2 separate regions of the Triticum aestivum genome follow, and region 1 is linked to region 2. Evidence: chromatin contacts called from public HiCAR-type data. All regions are on one chromosome and are shown on one strand. Each heading gives the region's core, a stretch centred on a gene start, on an enhancer-like site or on the middle of the called end of the contact. The rest is flanking DNA. Distances are from core to core; before and after follow the strand shown. Region 1 holds the start of LOC123114203. Region 2 holds the start of LOC123114201 (post-GPI attachment to proteins factor 3).

Region 1 (4,093 bases), core at 1,161-3,660, 140 kb after region 2:
GATCTTTTTTCCCCACCAGTAGGAGACAGGTGTGATCCCTTCTGTACAGTATTATGGGATAATGTGTGCAATAAAACATGAACTCTTAACCACCAGAAAGTTTCAGAAATCTTTTCAGTAAAAGCCAAAGAAAGAAACTACAAAAGATGAGCTAGCTAACGACCAGAAAGTGAAGTGTAGACTGATAATTCTGTGAAAAATCCATGCAATGCTCCAACCCCAAACATAAAAGCTATTTACAAACAACCAACCAGAATATCATGTAAAACATTAACAGAACTCCTACCTGTACTATTCGAACCTTGTTATTATCACGAAGAATAATCCGACTGATAGCCAGGTTTGGTATAATCCTACAAGATAGCTATATTAGATCATAGCTGTGTATTGGAAGTAGACTATGTGAACTCCAAATACCGCAAAAGATAAAACTACTTACTCGGGTAACTTCTCATATGCTGTTAGTGCATTCCATACTTCTCGAACTGGTGCTTTCACAGTGATACTAGCAACAACACACCTGTGAGCCCCTTCACGTTCCTTCACCAAAAGCATTCCACAAGAGAAGATAATTTTCTTAGTGTGCTTTCCGTGAAATTTAAGATGGGTATAAGCTTAGTCAGTTACCAAGAGGCCATCAAATCGTCGAAGATGGATCTCATCTACCACACAAGGCCTATCAAGCCTGCAGACACTTCCATATACACCCCATTTCCCATTCAACTCAGGAGGGGGTGAAGCAAGCACACCACCAAAACCGGAAGAGGCAGGCGCTTCTTTGAACTTACTAGAGGGGATGACATCATTCTCGACTGTTGCACTACGCAAGTTAAGTGGCTTGGACTCTGCACCGGTAAATTTTGTAGGTCCAAATTTATGGTTTTCTAAATACATTTTTTCAGATCTGAAAGCCAAGGCTGTAAGATTCACAGGAAGATCCGACCTTATAATCCTCTCAAGAAATATTGCTGGGAAATTAAATCGTGGTATCACGTTAACTTCGTACAGCAAAATCGCACTAGCGGACCTGTTAAAAACCAAACCAAACAGGGGTCATATAAGATTTATGAACGGAATTCTTTTTCTGATGTTCAAAAGCCTAAGGCGATGAAATATCTAAGGATCCCTGAAATCAAAATATTTCCATATAAGGGCATCAAGTGGTAGAAGATAAGTCACTATGGTCTTAAAAAGCTAGATGCTCACTGAAGGTATATGTTACAAACGCATAAAAATGATCACAAGATGCCCACCTTGGACCAGCCCTGACGGACCATTTCCCTTCAAACTTCTTGAAGTCACCATCGACCATGGAGAAGTGGAGCTCTCGTCCATCAACCTGCGCAGCAATTGTTACCAAACAATCGAGTAAATAAGGACACATAGCTCAACATAAGTAGAAAACGAGGGAGAGCATTCATCCTCTTTAAATCTGCTACCCACAGCTTAACAAGAAGAAACAGCACATGCAGAGACGCCAACAGCAAAATGTATTCAGTAGTCGGGACCTAATCAACTGATCATGCACAGATGGTACCGATGCATTCAGTTCGAGCGCACCGCGAACATTTCAGTGACATCTCAATTTGCCCCACGACTCGTGGCCAATGAGAAAAATGTACTACTAGTAAGTAGTAACATCTGAACTGTGACAACAACTGCTAGTAGGAGATTATGGTGAAGAGAACACAGCACGTACGGCATCCGGGACCTCCCGGAGATCCAGCACGACGCGGGCCTCGATGTGCCAGTAGAGCGCTTGCTGCAGCCCCCTCTGCTCCAGCCATATCCTGCCCTCGTGCGGGCACGGAATCCTTCCACTGCACGAAATTTTCCCCAAATTTCAGTTCACAGATGATGAAGGGACTGATACGGCGGTGGATGGGAAACGCGGACCTGTGCACGAGGTTGGGGACGAAGTCGGCGAGGCGCTCGTAGTCGGTGATGATGCGCCACACGGTGTCGACGTCGGCGGCCACCGCCACGGACGCGAACACCCGCCGCTCGCGCCACGACACCACGTCCACGTCGCACTGCACGCTCGGCCCCGCGCGCCTGGTGCCGCCCCTGCCGGCCCCGCCGCGGTACTGCTGCTGCTCCCCGTGGTGCTGCTGGTCGTCGGTGCCCCAGTGGTCACCTGTGGCAGCAGCCCCGGCGGCGACAGCGCGGCCACAGGAAGAGGAGCGGTGCCGCGAGAGCGCTGTGGCCCCTCGAGGGCTCGCGCCGGGGCCCGGGGTCCGCGGGAGGAATGCGGCGGCGGCTGGGGCCGGGGAGACGAGGGCCCGCATGGCTCCCGCGAGCGGCGACGGCGGTGTGGGCTGTCCGAGAAGAGGAGTGGAGGTGGAGCGGCCGGGGAAGGAGGGGACGAGAGCTCACCCAGTTCGAGTGGATGCGGACTGGGGAGGGGGGCTTCAGCCACTGACGTCCGGGGCCCAGCGCGTCGGCGACCTGGGATTGTTTCTGCCGTGGCCAGGGGCGATGCGTGGCGGGAAGGAGAGGGGACGGGCCCACTTACCGGGCCCACCCGATGTGGGGCCGGCTAGTCAGCCTGCGACGCGTGCGCGGTCAGCGCCCGCGCGTCCCGTGGGGGAATATCCACCTGCCCAGCGCTGCAGCCCATTGATCTTAACCACTTCCCTTGATTCTAGACCAACTTAGATCACAGTTCACAGTCCTCATTCTCGCCGCCGCCGCCGCCTCCTCCTAGCACCGCCGCCTCACGCGCTCCGATGCCGATCTCCCACTCCCGCTCCCAGCCTCTCCTCGCCCACCACCACCACGACAACGCCGGCGACCTCCTCTCCTGCGCGCAGGGCAGCAGCAGCGACGGCTCCTTCCCCAACAACAACAACAACAACAATGGCCTGCTGCGGACGCGCTCCCACGAAGACGTGCGGGTCGGCCGCACGCAGTGCGCCGGCGGTGACGAGGCCGAGGTCTGCTTCGAGGGGCGGCGCCGCGCCGGCGATCTCGGCTACGTCAGCTTCGAGGACATGGTCCTCTTCGAGGCGTTCCGGGAGGGCAACGTCCGCTCGTCGGAGGCCGGGGCCGTGACGACGGCGTCGCGGATGTACACGCGCGTCGCCCACCGGCGCTATCGTCGGCGGTCCCCGGGGCCGCTCGGGACGCGCCGCGGCGGCGCCATGCATAGGTTCGTGAAGAAGTTCGTCTGCCCTTGCTTGGCCTTCGTCGCCAGAGCCTTCGGCTGCGTGCCAGGCGTGCCGGCGCATTGATCTGTAAACTAGAGATAGTTATGTTTATTTGATCATGCAATGAGTAGACTGTTCTTAGATGGACTAATAATTCTCTGAATTTAGTTAGCGACGCAGTTAGTTGTAGATTCTCGTGGGATCATTCAGGATTTTTCTCTCCGTGAAGATCCCAGCCAACTAGCTTGTTAGAGAGTCTGTTTTTTTTTTTGAATTTTTGGTACGTCGCTACCTCTTTCATATCAATCGTTAATTGAAGAAAAAATGCCTGTTGAATGTGGCAGGTTAATATCTCTTGCTGCGCTGCGCAAAAAAGAATATTTCTCCTGCTGTAGCGCAGCGCCGAGTTTTTTGTCCACAAATGGAGTTTTTTTAGCACCAAGACACCAAACAGATTGTCGCCCAGTTGCTTGTTAACTTCACCTCGACGTCACACCAATCTGAAGAATTCTAAAATAGGGTTCATGTAACCTAGTTTTTTATCCACTTATAAAATTTGTTTTCCTAAAGCACTAAAATGTTAGTAATACATAGGCTACTTAATTACTTTTTGTTCACCAACTTTTAAATACTATTCACATTGTTCAGTAAAATGTCCATATGTATGCACGATGCTAGTTCTAGTAGCATTTTTTCACATTACTTATTAGTTTGTTCACTTACACAAAAGTTTCTGGCAAAAAAAGATGGCACTCCTCGGATCCAAAATAAGTGTTGCGGTTTTAAATTGGGATTAGTTTGAAACCGCGACACTTATTGTAGATCGAAGGTAGTAATAAGTTATAATTTCACGCATGAAAACGCACTTTCTAACCATTTAACAAAAGTTTTCATAGAACAATTCATATTTATGGCATTATTGTTCAATTCGACCAAGAGAGAAA
Region 2 (3,974 bases), core at 150-2,649:
TCTCACATATTATTCCCTCCATCTGAGTATTTGTCACTTTATCCACTTTAGTGAATCCACCTTTGAACCAATTTACTAATTACACTAGAAAGTAGAGTGTGGTAGCTGAAACTTGACTAATTGTTCATCTGACGGACAGGAATACTTTAAGGTTCTATTGTTCCATTGTCAAGTCGAAGTCAAACAATAACCATCTTCGATCGACAGTGTCCAGTTTTCCTGTTCAGATATTTTCAATCAAACTGTAGGATAGTCAATTGTGGACTCCAGTACATGCATTCCAAAAGATAGAACGAGAGATTTAATATTTTTAACCAACTAGGTAAGATGACGAAACATCAGCTAAAGTTAACCCAATTACGCATCTAGATATATATATTTAAAAGACGACGAGCAATGCTACTAGGTATAATATATCTCAGATTTAATTACTACAATTACAAGCAATAAGCATCAACCACAGCGCAGCTAGGCCCACTTTCACATTAGAAAAACTACAAAAACTCGAGAACCAATTTATCCAGCCAGGCCTGGAATCAAGTATATAAGAAAATAAACAACAACCAGGCGCAATGATACATCATCTGCACCACGAGATGAGTCAACAATGCTTCGTCTCACCTGTACTGCGGATGAGCATCTCCAGGGCTGGCCTCGACGGAGCCGACCACGAATCCGACTGCAAGAAGGGAAGCCAATCGAACTACCCAGAGGCTACTTCCGGCCATCCCGGCAGGCACGCCTGGGTCCAGTGCGCGAACCCCTCACCGCAACCAGCTATGGGGGCCAAAGGGGTGGCGTCCTGATGGATCTTTACTCCAGGGCAGTCCAGGAGTAAAGGGGAGAGGACGACAAGGACTAGCACTGCAACGAGTTCCAATTGACAGAGAATGTTGATGCCCTGTTCCAACTCCCAAGTTCCAGAGGGATATAATTAGACTTTTATTAAGTGTAAATTGAACATGGAGCAGCAAATCAAATCAAAAATTTAGCTAGCTGTACTGCAGTCTGTAGATCACCTTCAGGAGTGTACCTTGGGTGGGTGCTGCTGCCGCCGCCTGCGAGCGCGAGGTGGAGATCTAAACGGGCGAGCTGCCGCTGGCTGCTGACTAGCCTGGTGCCTGAGAGAGCCAGAGGGCTGAGGGTGGAGTCGGGGAACGGGGAGGAACCGTCCGAGGAAGGAGAAGGGCGGCCTGCAGGTCCTCGCCGCCGGGTCAAAGGCGAGCTCAAGGAACGGAGCGGAGGGGCGGGAGCGGCGCGGCGGTGGCCCCTGACTGGTGAGCGGCGGCGAAGGGGAGCGGCGGGTGGAGGGCGGAGTGAGCGAGGCTGGGAGATGGGTCGTGGTCGTGGCGGCGCAGTCGGAGATGGAGATGGAGATGGGAGAGGACGAGAAAAAAACTAATGATTGGGCTATTGATTGATTTGGTCGTTGGGGGCCGACCCTTGGGCTGATGGGAAAAAGCCCACTCAGGCCTTCTTTGATTTGTAGGAATTGTGTCTAGGAATACTATAGGATAGGATTTTCAAAGAAATTGTTTTTTAGCTCTTTGGTTTGTAGGAATGGATTCATATTCCTATCATCCTATGTAGTAGGATAGGAACCGATTCTTCACATTTCAAAGGAAAACATCAGCTTAGACTCAATGAAAAAAATTCATATCCTATGCATCAAATGTCTTTACAAGTTCCGCCTATTTTCCCTAGGTTTTGGAGAAAGAAAAATGTGAAGAAAAAAATCATGACAATCATATATTTGCTTCCGAGCAAAAGAAATTATGTGATTTTACGAGAAGCACAGACTTGCTTTGTGTGGAAGTATAGATTTGCTTTCACGAGAAGCACATGTGTGCTCTCCAGAAAAAAAAAGGGGGGGGGGGGCACAACATGTGCTTCCAAAAAAATTGAAACTCCGGGCTTCGGGTTTTCCTTCCCGTTTGTGGTATTCAATTTTATTTATTTATTTGCGTGAATCATATTTTGGATTTGTTATTTTGATTTTGTTTTACTTCCGGTTTATTGTGGGAAAGACTCACCAAAACCTATAGTTGAATAAAACAAAATGAAGGCGGAAGGTTGTAATTATTTTGAACCGGTTTTCGATAAACCTATAGTTGAGTGAAACAAAATGGTTTTTAATTATTATTTTAAATTTCTGGTTTTTTTATTCATGAACTGTGTGTCCAAATACCGAATCGTGTAGGCGGAAGTTAGTTGTAGACACAAAACAAAATGAAGGTGGAAGGTTGTAATAATTTTGAGTAGAGTGCGAACAATAGTAGATAATGCAAAAGAATTAAAAGAGCACAACGAGACAAATATGGCGATGAAACCAACAAGAGGATTAGGGTATTCTCAAGGAGTCCGGAATTCCCATTGGCATGTGTCTAACACAACATATGCTCTAGCATATAGTTCTAGGTTGGATACTTGAGCCACTCTTGACATTTGTAATTGGACAGATCCGGGTACATCATACATTCTACTCTAGGTAGACTTCGTACCACGCACGTCACTACTATAGTTTCCCCGCTCTGGTTCTCACAAAATAATTAAGGATTTCCCCATTGTCGCGGCCTCACCAAGGGTTCTCTGTTACTCCCCTATCAATTGCAAAGACGGAGTAGAGAGGCCTTTCCTGTCGCCTTACATCAACATCATAACCTTTACAACGACACTAGGCATTCACGAAGGTAGAAATGCTGAGTGGGGCCCTTTCACAACATTCACGAAGGCTATTAAACCAAACGTCCAGTGGACATTCTCATATCCTTATAAGCATTCAACTCAGACATACCAAAGTTTATCCACATCCCTGAGAACTAGGGGAACAACTCACACATGGAGACAACAAGCATCATATGAATAGTGGTGACTGTAGGGGAACACAGTAATTTCAAAAAAATTCCTATGATCACGCAAGATCTATCTAGGTGATGCATAGCAACGAGGGAGAGAGTGTGTCCACGTACCCTCGTACACCGAAAGAGGAAGCGTTAAGTAACACGGTTGATGTAGTCGAACGTCTTCGCAATCCAACCGATCAAGTAACGAACGCACGACACCTCCGTGATCTGCACACGTTCAGCTCGGTGACGTCCCTCGAACTCTAGATCCAGCTGAGGCCGAGGGAGAGTTCCGTCAGCACGACAGCATGGTGACGGTGATGATGATGTTACCGGCGCAGGGCTTCGCCTAAGCACTACGACAATATGAACGAGGTGGAAAACTATGGAGGGGGCACCGCACACGGCTAAAGATCAACTTGTGTGTCTATGGGGTGTCCCCCTCCCCCGTATATAAAGGAGGAGAGGGGAGGCCGGCTGGCCCTCCTTGGCGCGCCCCCAAGAGGGGAATCCTACTAGGACTCCAAGTCCTAGTAGGTTTCCACCAAAAGGAAGAGAGGGGGAAGGAAGGAGAGGGAGAGGGAGAAGGAAAGGGGGTGTACCCCTCCCCCTAGTCCAATTCGGACTCAATGGGGAGGGGGCGTGCGGCCTGCCCTGGCTGCCCCTCTCTCTCTCTCCACTAAGGCCCATCGAGGCCCATTAGTTCCCCCGAGGGTTCCGATAACCCTCCGGCACTCCAGTTTTATCCGAAACTTCTCCGGAACACTTCCGGTGTCCGAATATAGTCGTCCAATATATAAATATTTATGTCTCGACCATTTCGAGACTCCTCGTCATGTCTGTGATCTTATCCGGGACTCCGAACAACCTTCGGTACATCAAATCACATAAACTCATAATACCAATCATCATCGAACGTTAAGCGTGCAGACCCTACAGGTTCGAGAACTATGTAGACATGACAGAGACATGTCTCCGGACAATAACCAATAGAGGAACATGGATGCTCATATTGGTTCCTGATGTCTACTACACAACCTTCTTCTTGTAGACGTTGTTGGACCTCCAAGTGCAGAGGTTTGTAGGACAGTAGCAAATTTCCCTCAAGTGGATGACCTAAGGTTTATCAAT

Evidence for each region. HiCAR-type assays count read pairs that join an accessible place to other places.
Region 1: a HiCAR-type map of leaf shows a contact between it and region 2, with 7 times the contacts expected there. The contact joins the promoter of LOC123114203 here to the promoter of LOC123114201 in region 2. A contact is called at or near these places in 2 of 5 Hi-C or Micro-C datasets (both in leaf) and 1 of 1 datasets of contacts at active chromatin or transcription factors (leaf).

Annotation. Positions count from the first base shown.
Region 1 is chr5B:684,063,705-684,067,797 of IWGSC CS RefSeq v2.1, forward strand. It overlaps LOC123114203, which reads right to left and starts at 2,411. Exons shown (of 10, transcript XM_044535589.1): 1 at 1,897-2,411; 2 at 1,700-1,820; 3 at 1,254-1,339; 4 at 628-1,027; 5 at 440-540; 6 at 287-353. The coding sequence starts at 2,288.
Region 2 is chr5B:683,925,978-683,929,951 of IWGSC CS RefSeq v2.1, forward strand. LOC123114201 (post-GPI attachment to proteins factor 3) reads right to left here and starts at 1,400. Exons shown (of 6, transcript XM_044535587.1): 1 at 1,020-1,400; 2 at 622-901. The coding sequence starts at 728.